Linked DNA regions of Sus scrofa: region 1 is linked to region 2. The links are chromatin contacts, called in public Hi-C maps. All regions are on one chromosome and are shown on one strand. Each heading gives the region's core, a stretch centred on a gene start, on an enhancer-like site or on the middle of the called end of the contact. The rest is flanking DNA. Distances are from core to core; before and after follow the strand shown.

Region 1 (5,930 bases), core at 1,879-4,378, 240 kb after region 2:
CGACTCGAGCTTCATGCTGTCGGGCAGCGGCACCTGGTACTTGATGCATTCCTTCTCGTCCTGGCGGCCCGAGCCGGCCGAGCCCGGGGTGGACAGGGACGGGTCCGGGGAGACGTCCTTCGGCGGGGTGGGCGGGAAGGTGAAGAGGTGCGGGCTGGAGTGACCCGCCGACAGGGAGGAGGACGAGGCCGGGGGGTAGACCGACAGGGGCCCCGGGGAGCCGTGGTGGATGGACGTCTTGGAGAACGGGCTGAGGTTCCAGGGCGAGGCGGTGTGGTGGCTGCCCAGGGCTTTGCTGCCGTCCAGCCAGGGCAGGGATCCGTGCAGGAGAGGGGGACGGCACACCTGACTCCCTGCGCAGGGCAGAGGAAGGGACAAGAGAGAGACAGGAGGTGAGAGCAGCCCCCAGAGGCCCCCAGACACCTGGGCATCATCCCATCAGCCCCAGCCCCTGGGGGCAGGTCAACCCCAACACAGCCGGGACCTGGGCTGGGCTGGGCGGACAGGCCGGCTCTCCCCCACCCAGGCAGCCCCAGCAGTCCCTGGACCAGGCCGCACTTTTCACCCCTGTCTCCCACACAGGCTTCCCATCACATCCTGGGCTTGAAGAGCCTGTGTCTGACACCCAAGAGGTGCCTCCAAGGAGCAGAGTCAGGCCCCTGGCCTCCTCGGCCTCTCCAGATACACTTTCTAAATCCCAGCCCCTGAGGTCTCTCTAGAACCTGACTTGATTTATTGGTTTCCTTCAATGGCCCAGCGGCCCTCATCCCAGACCTAACCCCAGGCAGCCTGATAAGAGAATGCGCTGTGAAAGATGAGGCCTGAAGGGGTGAGGCTGGCCTCGCGGCCACCGCTCAAAAGCAGGAAAACACGCGGACCCCAGGAGAGACCCAGCTGCAGCGCCCAGCTGACCAAGCCCCGTGCCTGCAGGAGAAGAGGACATGGCGGAGAGGACAAGGGCCATTTGGGGTTCCTCCGTGTAACCCAACTTCAGGGCTAGTTCATAATCGGCAAGGCCCGAAGTGGGATTTGCAGGGAAATGGATTGCTCGGGCTGTTTTAGAAGGTTTCCAAGGCTGCACCCTGGGGTGGCAGCTTTGTCTGCCTCTCCCACCCTCCCAAATCCTACTGAAAAAAAAGTCAGCTAGGCCCGTAGGCCCTCACAGTTGCATTTTCACCAGCGCAATATGTGAATTTTCACCTGAGCCCCTGAGACACAAAACTCCACTGCCTGGGTCTACTTTGCTCACACCCAGAGGAATCTGAGCCTGCATTTGAAACACAGGGTTTTAAGGCAGCCATAACTCAGACCGGTCCAGAGGCTCTGAGAGGGTACGTTTAAACGGCAAGTGCAAATGCACGCACTTATTGATCTTTTAATCCAGGACCTGCCTCAGCATCTGACATTCTATTTAACCATTAAGAACAATACTGAAACTAAAATCTTAAGAGAGGAAGGGGAGGGGAGTCGAGGGGGAAGGGGAGTTCTCTGAACCCCAAGGGTCAAGATTCACATTATGCAGGAAGTAGGTGTAGTAAATAATATTAAGGCTGCAGTTACCGCATTTTCACTTAACTGCTGATGTGCACAGAACAAGGGCAAAGAGCGCCCCATCTGCAGAAACAATTGTTTAAAAGCTGGTGACAGCAGGGTGGAGACCTCCTGCTGCCGGAGGGCCTCTGTCATCGGCCCCAACCCGGAGAACCTAAGGAGGGGAACTGGAGCAGACCTGCCAGAGAGCCCCTCATACTTCCTCCACCTGAAACGTTGCTATGTCTTCTAGGGAAACACACTTGGAGCTGGAAACCTTGTCTCCCAACTACATAGGGCCAGGTTTCTCTTTACCACTCCAGAACTGCAAACTTCTCACCGAGAAAGAGAAAGGGAAAAAAGAAAGAAAAGAAAAGGCAACTAGAATCCCTCCTGCCTAGAAAGAAACCCTAATGGATCCTAAATCTTTGGGGGGAGCCCAGGGGCGCTGGGGTAGGCCCGAGGACAGCTGGGCGAGAGTTGCCGGAGCACAGCAATGAGGCCGCGGAAAAGCAGAGACGCAGGGAATTCTCTGCAACCGGGAATCCAGGGAACCCCAGTGTCACAAACTTAAGACGGTGGTCTTTCCCCCCAACCCCCGTCAAGCACCAGACTTCTTTTCCTTAGAGCCACAAGGTGGAAAAGCTGCCTAGAAACCAAATGCTCTGGCTTTGGAGGAAGGTCAGGACACCGGGTTGCGACTAAGTGCGTCTCTCTGGCCTTTCTGGAAATGTGCCGGAGCAGCACACCCAGGCGCGCCGGCAGAAGCCCCCGAGAGAGAGCTACGGGGTAACTGGGGAAGCGAAGCCCCTCAAAGAACCCAGCCCGAGCCAGGTTTGGCCGGCGCCGGATGCTCGGCCCGGGGAGCGGTGGCCGGCGGAGGCAGAGGCTCGGCTCCCTGCGCCTGGGACCTCGGAGGCCCCCAAACCTGCGGCCGCGCCGGGAGAGAGGGCTGCAGCGCGGCGCCCGCCAGGTGAGCGCCAGGCCCCCGGGGACTGCAGGCGCGGAGAGCCGCCTGCTGCGGCTGTTTTGAAAAACACACTCTCGCGACGATCGAGACGCCTTCCTCGCCCATTTCCGGGCCCCAAATTTTTTAATGATGCAGAAACGGCGCTTGGGGGCTTTGGCTGCTTCTGTCTCCCCACCCCCTGGTCCCTCCCTGCCTTCCCGACCTGGGAGAGCGGGGACAGCTGGGCGGGGGTCCCCGCACCCGGGGCGAACTCACCGTGGTGGGTCGGAGGGTACCTCTGCACGGTGGCCCTCACCGAGTTTCCGTAGTAGGACGGGACGTGGTTGCCTTGACCGTCGATGTTAAAAAGTACATCCACCTCCTCGGGCAAGGGGTACTGCGCCGGGTCCATGTAGGAGTGGCCGAGGCCCGGGTGGTGCGTGTCCGGGTGCTGCCCGTTGAGGACCGCGGGGTGGTGGTGGCTCACCCAACGCGGCTGGTCCGCCGTCACCTCCATGGCCCAGGCTGCGCTCGCGCCCTCTCGCCGGGCCCGGAACCCGCGCGCGGAGAGGGAGGGCGGTCCGGGGGGCTCCGCGGCTCTGCAGGTGCTCCTGCCGTCGGAGGAGCAGGGGTCGTTCAAGGATTTGTTTTCAGTGGGGGAATGGGAAAGCTAGGAAGAAAGGTGAGCAAATGAGATTTCAAAAAAAAAAAAATCTTTGAGGGGTAGTTTAGCAAAGAGAAGAAGACGGAGAAAAAAGAAATTCCAAAAAAATAGGTAGGAAAGGATAAAAGGGGCCCGAAGTGCAAAAGGAGGCGAGGGCTGGCTGGGATTCTGCGCGTGAGGCTCCTCGGCCGTTCCGAGACTGAGTCTCTCCTGGGTCACCTGCAAAGGAAAGGAGAGACCTGGATGAGGTCCTGAGTACTTAGCACCTGAGTTTACGAAGTGGCACCACCTACCCTCGAGCCGCCCGGCCCCGCGCCCGCGCCCCCAGGTCACGCGCACACGCGCACGCCTCCTCCGGAGCCAGGAGCACCGGGAGACCGCCGAGAGGGAGCGACTCCCGAGTACATCCCCAGCTGCCCGGCTCTCCCGGGAGCCCGGGACTGAGTGAGCGGCTCCAACTAGGACGACAGCTCCCTCCCTCCGGGGATCCAGGTCCCTGGACCTACTTTCCAGCCCTTAGAAACTCTCCAAAAGAGGAGAGTTGAGGTTGGGTTTTTTGGGGTTTTTTTTTTTTAATGTTTTAAAGTCCTTCCATATGGAGAGAGAAAACAAATCAAACTTTAAAAAAAAAAAAGTCGCAAGTACCAACCTGGGTAGCGAGGAGCAGAGAGGAGAAGGAGGCGTGTGACCTGGGCGAGCAGAAACTGCTCGGTCAGATTGCGTGGCTCGCTCTGTCTCGCGCTCTCTCCGTCTCTCTCTCTTTTCCTCCCTCTCTCTCTCCCTCTCTCTCAGTATTTTTTTTTTTTTTTTTTTTTTTTTTTTTTTTACAGGGAATGCATTCTTTCTGAAAGTATCAAGACGGCGCCAGGCAGCTCAGTGTTCGCAGACAGCTGTGGCGCGACGGAACTTAAGGAGGTTCTAGTGTCATCTGCGCCGACGGGGGAGGAGCCTGGCGCTGGCGAGGAGGGGACAGGATCACAAGCACAAGGAAACTGCAACCCAAACCCGCTCAGGACTTCACCACCACCACCCCCTCCGCGCACCCCCGCCTCTCCCCCCGCCCCTCCACTGACCGGAAAGGGGCGCCGCAGAGGGCGGCTCGGGCGGAGGGGCAGCGGGGCGGGTGGGCGAGGCGGCCCGGGGTTTGAGGTGGAGGGGGCGGGCAGGAGGGAATTCGCGCTCTGGCCCTTTAAATGTGGCTCCCGCTCCTGCCAATTCATCCGGCTGGGTAGATTATTCCGTACCGAGGAAACCGGCCTGCCCCATTCATAAAGTTTATTTCTACAGGCAGCCTTTCTTTTTCTGACTTTTTAAATGAGCAAACATTTTTTCGGTATTCAGTCCTGGGTATTGACTGGTTTATTGATGTGGGGTCTCTGGGATCCGTAAAATGATCAGGGGGAAAAAATGTAACGTCAAAGTTCTCGGAGATGTGCTTCTTTCGGGAATTGCTTAAGAGAGCGAGGAATGGGGGGCGGGGCCTGCCTTTGATTGAAACGTCCACGTTACTTTGGTGGTCGTGGTCAACATTCTCCCAACCTCTCGCGTTAGAAGCCTCTCGATGAAAGTTTCAGCTGTTGCAGCTGTCCTTTCCAGACCTAATATTTGTAATCGATGTGTGCTTTTGACTTGAGCGACAACAGTGAAGGATGAAAAGGAGAGGGGGCGACTCCGGCTCCCCAGGAACAGGGAGAGTGGCCGGAGAGAAAGCACTCGGGTCTTCACTCCGGTTACCCAACTTTTTCCCTACTCCCCGCCCGGCGCCCTACTTTGGCTCCCGGCGTTTTTCCCCAGCCCCCTCCTCCTCCTCCGACCCCCCACCCCAGCCGCGGGGCAGGACAGCAGCAACCTCCCCGGGGCCCCGCAGCCCGCGGGACTCGCTGAGTCCGGCTGGGCAGCCCCCGGCGGAGGGAGCTGGGCTCTGAGACGCTCCGAGGAGGGGGCGGGGCATACGGGGCGGGGCCGAGAAGGGGCCAATCAGCGCGCAAGGCTGCGGCCGGGCGGCGATTGGCCGGCCCAGCGGGCTCCAACCTCCCCGGCCTCTCTCTGTGCTTTGAGCCACTGCATCCCCTAGCGGCGCTCTGGCTCCTGCAGCCGCCCGGGCCCAAAACGCGGCCAGGGTGTGCAAGGGTCAGGCGGGAAGAGAAGACTCAGGTTCCACGCGCGGCTCACCCCAGAGCCATGTGTGCGAGGAGAGAGTGTGGGTTCTCCCGCAGGCTTTCTCACGGACGGTGCTAAGAGCTTGATTGGGGTGATCGTAATTGAAGACATTATTCCCTCTTCGCGTCTATATTCCATAAAATTCCCTACAAATACAAAACAAACAAAAAATCGACATAGACGGGACCGTACCTAAAAGTAAGTTCTGGAGGATTCCTTTTGGGCGGAGAAGGAAAAACAATAGTCAGCCTTAGCTTGGTTTTCCGGGGATGTCCTGCTTAAATACACAATGCTTGCAGAAAGACTAGTCAACTTCATTTGCAATTCGTGGAAACGTGGAGGTCCTCCCGACTTGGAATTGGAGCTTCTCTTCAGTCTCCGTCTTCTTACAACCGATGTTTGTCGGAAATCGGGGCTGAGTTTCTAGATGCGGAGCATGAAGAAAATCCTTAAATTAACCACCCCTCCCCACTGTTTCTCCTGAGCCCATTTAGTCCCCGTTTATTAGGGCGGCCCAGTAAAAGAGCATTGATTTTCCTTCATTCTGACCACGTCTCTCTAGGGCCAATGGAGCTGCCAGCCTCTCCTGCTCACAGCGCTCTCCAAACCTTTTAATTATTTAGTTTC
Region 2 (6,152 bases), core at 3,125-5,624:
AAAATATGTATTATATACCATATACTTTTATGATATACATGTAAGACTATATATTTATACATACACACACATACATGCAAGATCATCACTGGGAAACTTTAAAGTCCTAAATAAATGGATGAATATAACATATTCAAGAATTGGAAGATTCAATATTGTAATAATGTCATTTCCCCCCAATTTAATACATTCATGGATTCCAAATAATAGCCATTAAAAAACCCGACAAGGTGTTTTATGACCTTAATGGCATGATTTTTACATTTACATGAAAAGGCGGAAGAGATGAACATGGCAAATCATCCTTCGGTCTTGCATTTCTGTTTCCCATCCCATTCGTTGCTTTTCCTTTCACTTTGAAAACTCTGTTGGCTGCCACATAAACAAACAAGCTCTGCTCCACAACCCAACCAGTATCCTAAGTTTACATGCAGGGGGCCCTGGAGAAAACTGAAATCCAACATGTTGGCCCTCTGGTCCGTCATTTCTGAATGAGTGACATTCCAGGTGAGGGCTCCCGCAGGTGCTTTCCACGGCACTTGCACGTGATATGGAGCCTGCGAATGCCACTGCCCACCAAAAAGCAGTCTCCACTTGTCTACCTTTTCTTGAATCTTCATAACCTAGAGATGTCAAGGCAGAGCCAGCCTGACTCCAGTGCTGTAATGTGACTCAAAGGCATCAAGGGTATGGTACTCCCACCCTGAAGACGAAAGATGCAAGAAGAAAGCATCTATAAAAGTGAATGGAACACAAGCCCCACTGTAGATCTAGGCTCCCGCCACTCACCTGCAGAAGAGAAAGAACCAGGCTGACGGCTGCATGCTTTACCAGTCCTTTCTGATAACCGTGAGATGAGCTATATCCGAAGAAACCCAAACCTTTCAGGAGATGCGACTTTCCCCTTGGCAATTCATGGCACAGCCCTTTGTTATGCCCAGACGTGGTGCTTCAGATTATTTTGTTTCAGGTTTGTTAATCTGAGGCTTTCAGTCAATGAATAATACTGCCATCCTCTCTAGCCAGGACAGCAGCGTCAAGAGGGTTGAGCCCCACCTCTGTCTATTCTCACCTCTCCCACGCCGGCATTTGTACATGAAGCGAGGTCAGCTAATAAGAACCTGGGAGAAAATATTCCTCAAAAAGTACATGTGTGGTTAATTTGTGCCATATTTTAGATTCCACATCTAAGTGATAGACTTGTGGTTGACAAGGGGGAGGAGGGAGGAAGTGGGATGGATGGGGAGTTTGGGGTTGGTAGATGCAAACGATTACACTTAGGATGGATAAGCAATGAGGTCCTGCTGTACAGCACAGGGAACTCTATCCAATCTCTTGGGTAGACCCTGATGGAGGATGGTATGAGAAAAAGTAGGACGGGGTCACTGTGCTGCACTAGAGAAACCGACACAGCTCCGTAACTCAACCACACTCCAATAAAAATAAAATCTTAAAAAGTGTACACGTGGGGGGGAATTTGGGTGACGTTTTCTTGGCAGTTTGTGACTGGGTGTGGGACCTCCTCCTTCGCTGCCCTCAGATGGCTTCACCTCTGCTTGGCCATGTAAGAAGCAACAGCATAGGGCTATGGATTTCTGGCAATTACTGGCAGAGGTGAAGAGATTTGGGGACATTCTAATTCAGTCCAGTATTATTTTGAATGTGCAAAGTCTTCCATAGGTTGCCCGAGTGGGCAATGCCTGAACCAGCACAAACCCCCGTGCTTTGTCCCAACTCTGTGAAACCAGCATCTTAAGGGTGTATGATTTAAAGCCCTCACTATTCAGATAGCTCTTTGAAGAAGTCACGTGGTGCAATGTGAAAGACTCCATAACAGTCATTCAAACATTTTGCTGGTGCCAATAAAAGGATTTCAAAGTGAAGTAAACTGCCTACTCCGTAATTATGTCTAGGAAAGTGAGCTTCTTTTTCCTTCATTTACAACTATCCAGGTGAATTCAGCAGTTCTGCTTACTGATCGTACTCGTATTATTAAGTGTCCCCAAAAATGAAACCATTTTCCTTAAAAGAAGATTCTATGATCATCCCACTGTGGCTCAAAATGAAAATATTTGTAGCAACATTCTCTTTCATTTTATGCAGGCACACACCCCAAAAGTTTCTCTTTGCGAACTAATTGTTAATGGTTTTGTCATCTTCATTGGTTATTTTTTGTGGCTAAATATCAAATGCCACTTGAGTTTGGGGAACATAGACTCAGTTTAAGGTTAATAAAGGAAGAATGTAGTCTATACTCCTTGAAACAAAAAAAGTGTTTGAGGCTTGAGTGGTTAACAACCACAGGCTACTGACTTTTCTTAACCTAGCCTGGTGCACAAGTGATATTCTCTGACAAGAGAAGGCAACAAGGAAAATACTTTCGTAAAATGGTACAGTATCGATGAGCAGGTGTCTTGTCATGAAACCTTGAACTGACCATAACTTTCCCTTTACCAGCGTGCCAGACACCTCTTGGGGAGGTCACCGCCAAACCCATTTTCAAGATGTAAGGCAATTGCCTGCTCTTCTTGCTCACACGGTAGGGCTAACTTCCCACGCAATGTAACTAGAGAGTTGGGTAGATAACTGTGAAATACTCTGAAATTTCATAATACATTTCAGGAAAAAAGCCCAGATTGAATGCGCATCTGGGAAAAACAAACCAGAGCACAAACCAACCATGGCTTGACATCTAAAAGCCAAAGCAGAGAGGGTCTTCGTTTTAAAGAACATTTCAGAAAGTCTCCTAAATTGCACAAAACTCCATTTTTTCTGCCTCCGAAGATTAAGTGCTGTGTCAGTTCCTATCAGAAAGTAGAATCTCGGCTTCCAAGGAGTCAGGTTATTTCAAGCCTGCTGCCACTGCCTTGTCGTTTGTCTAACCCAGAAAGCAAACTTTTCTCCAAGAATGGATCCCACAAAGGCCCTTGTACTCCTGTTATTCTTTGCAGATGATTTCACTGTTTTATTTAAGTCCTTACTCCTCTGATGACCCACGTGTAGCCCCAACGGCACCGGGAGGAAATGGCTAAACATCACTCCACTGATCATAACAGCACAATTTCTCCTTTGGATAAAGGGACTGGCTCAATAAGAAGTTCAAATCCACCCTGGTCTCATTTTATAAAAAAAGATCCTACCTCTTTGTATACAAAATAGAATAAAATTAACTGTAATTATTCAAGGGCTATTTGTCAGTCTCTAGATTTACTTGACCCTTTGGGGGTTGTTCGTTTGTTTGTTTGGTGGTATTTACTTTTTTTTAAAAAAAAAAAAAAAAGCTCTCATTTTGAGGATTTTATGAATCTTTTGGAACTGGACAAAACTCTAACTTGGAAGTGTTTGATTTCCCTCCAGAAGAGGTAGTTCAGGAGTCTCCAAAAAAAAAAAAAAAAAAAAAAAAATCAAAAAACCATGCCTGTAATTCAGGCATTCATAGGATTACACAAGAATGGCCAGATTCCACTGTGATTCTCAGAGAAAATCAACCTTGTTGACTGATTGACTTAACCAAACTTCGTGCAGACAAGAAGCATGTCCACTGCATCCACCACCTCGGCCTTAATCCCTAACTCAGCTCAACACTGGACATGCAGCAGGACCTTACATTACCCTAAGGACAAATTTTAGGTTCCAGAGGCTCAGCTAAAAATGGGTTCCTAATAATAATCGGGCTGGAGCACCCCAGGGGAAAGGAACACATCAATCCATCCAAAACCAAAGTTTTCCTCGGCAATTCTCTAGGGGTAAGAATAATTCCATCTTGGGACCAACGATGTGTGGCTGTGAACACAAATCCCCAAAAAAGGAATATGATTGAAATAACTAATAGAGCATCGTGTTATACCAGGACAAATAGTATTTCTCCTTCATGTTTGGAGTGCGTGCGTGTATGCATCGGTTTGCACCTGCTCCCTGCAAGGGCGATGGAAGTCTCTTATTGCCATCTCACCGGCAGAGCGGGCTGTTTCTCACTTAGATAATAGCAAACGATGGTGTTACACTATTTGATAAACAAACCGTAATACAACCATGTAAATCCCAAGAACAGGGCCAAACGCCCTGGTGTTCCTCCGACACTTAGCTGGGATTTGCTCCACAGCTAAATACTAGGCACCTAAGCCAGCTAAGTGGTTTACCGGGGCTGCTTTGCCCGGATGACGTCATTACTTGGCTTTCCGAATGCAGCTCTTGGCTCTGGCTGTTCTGGCTTCTTTCCATGTAAACAAGGCTTGATGAATGCGGCAGAAGGGCTGTGAATCACGTATTCCACTCTCAGATGGGAAGTCAGAATGTCAGTTTTTCTCCATTTGGATCACAGAGCTTCAGGGATATTTAAGGCAGCATCCCTAGCAACCGCATAGAAACCGCCCCGGCGCCTGGCTGCCAGCCTCCCGACCCGCTCCACGTAAGAGCAGCTGAGGCGGCGCCCACCGCCAGACCCACACCTCCCTCCCAGCTGCAATCACGGGTCTGACCCTTGCGGCCTGATCACAAGCACATTACAAGGCTGCCTTTTGATGATGGAGACAAGGGCAAAAAGAGCAGTCCTTGCCATGCTTCCAAGGGAATAAATGGGATTTCGCCGAAGCAGTCACAGATGTTCAGGACTCATGAGTGCCTGGTGGGGCCTTTGTATTCCAGGGTACCTCTTAGCACCACCGCCTCCAGCTGGCCACCCCACTGAATGTATCTGATGGTTAAATCGAGTAGACCCAGGAAAGCTGGAAGCCAGATCTCTCCCAGCAGAAAGAAGAATGCCATCCTTGTCCATCTTTATAGCCCTTGAACCCAGTTAGTTTGACGGTTGTAAATAGTCAAGAAAGGACTTGGAAGAATGAGGAGGGGCAGTTATCAAGGGCACCAAGGACCTTGCTGGCCAGGTGTGCAACAGGTGAAATGCTTTACTCCACCGACCTCGAATGGTTAATTTGAGGGTGTGGTGGGTCAGTGATGCAGACTCAGTTGTTGGGAAACGAACACTCCTGATACATGAATTTCTTCTCTGTGATGACTAACAGCGCAGCCTCTGAAAGTAGAACATGACACTGTGTTAAGATAATAGACTGCTGCCAACCAATGCACCTTTACCAGAGATTCCTCCCCACTTGGGAAAAAAGTCGGAAACTATTAAAGCATTCAGAGCCTTTTTCCTTCATTCTCCGGCCTTCCATCCAAAGGCTTGAGCGTCAAAGTATGCATCCGATGTCACGACATTTTTCCAGAACATCGTATTGTTTTCCATTTGGGTAAGCCAGGAAAGGAAGTGTGGTTTTTTGGGTTTTGTGTTTGTTTTTTATCTTGACTCTTCAGGTCAATCAAATGAAAACTACTCAAATCAGTCTGAGGGAGGAAGTGAGTTTTGATGTCGGTTCCGGGCTTAATGTCTTTCTAGAATGAGCTCTACCAAAAGCCGGAGCTTATAGACGCAACATGAAAAGGTAACAAGCAAATGCCAGATCTCATTTTCCTTCTTTCCAAGGGCCACACGACTGGACAGTTCTCATCCACGCAGTCTCCACAAAGAGTCTGGGAATAAGTCCTTTGGAGAAAAGATTTAATTGATCTGGTCGGCCAGCAACTTAAGAGTTCACAGGCTTCTAAATAATTCATAAAACAGATGTAGAAGACAAAGTCACCCATCTAGCGAGGTGCAATTTGCTTAGAAGCTCACGTAGAAAAGAAGCAGACGGGGCCATGACCACCACCCTACCGCCTGAGAAGCGAGACGGCAGCAGGAGGTCCGCGGGACCTGCAGGAATGCACAGTTCCACCCTTGGGATTATTCGTGCTCCTTTGATGTTTCCTTTCAGGATCGCTCACTGCCCCAGGCTCTGCCTGACAGATACAGAGGCTACAAGATGCCCTCATCTTGCACAAGAACCACAGAAATTCTAATACCCTGGTTGCATCACAGCCACTTTCATTGCCTCAGTGCAGCACAATTAAGGTGATTTCATGGATGCAACCAAAGTATTTTCCCACAGCAAATTCCAAAGTTAGAGTTAAATGGCAGTATTTTTGAGAGTTGATGTTGGTTTGTAAAATTTCTAAGGCTTGGAAGCCAAGTGTTGGTGAGGAACCCCCTTGGTTTTCACTTCCTCTGGCAATTTTTCAAGAACTGATGATGTGAAGAAACCAAATGTGAAGTT

What was found. Hi-C and Micro-C count contacts between places; a contact is called where the count stands out from the background.
Region 1: a contact with region 2 is called in a Hi-C map of embryonic fibroblasts, with 2.3 times the contacts expected there. The contact joins the promoter of GATA3 here to the enhancer-like site in region 2. A contact is called at or near these places in 5 of 47 Hi-C or Micro-C datasets (embryonic fibroblasts, epiblast stem cells, heart right ventricle and 2 more) and 1 of 2 datasets of contacts at active chromatin or transcription factors (skeletal muscle).

Annotation. Positions count from the first base shown.
Region 1 is chr10:63,384,835-63,390,764 of Sscrofa11.1, forward strand. GATA3 (GATA binding protein 3) reads right to left here and starts at 3,129. Exons shown (of 5, transcript NM_001044567.1): 1 at 2,756-3,129; 2 at 1-353. The coding sequence starts at 2,996.
Region 2 is chr10:63,145,652-63,151,803 of Sscrofa11.1, forward strand. No RefSeq gene overlaps it. Among named protein-coding and RNA genes, the nearest start is that of GATA3, 240 kb to the right of the region's middle. Within about 2 kb of position 4,375, at least 14 of the 83 cell types and tissues checked have an H3K27ac peak or open chromatin away from gene starts, as enhancers often do. A contact at or near this core is called in embryonic fibroblasts and retroperitoneal adipose tissue, where this site is marked.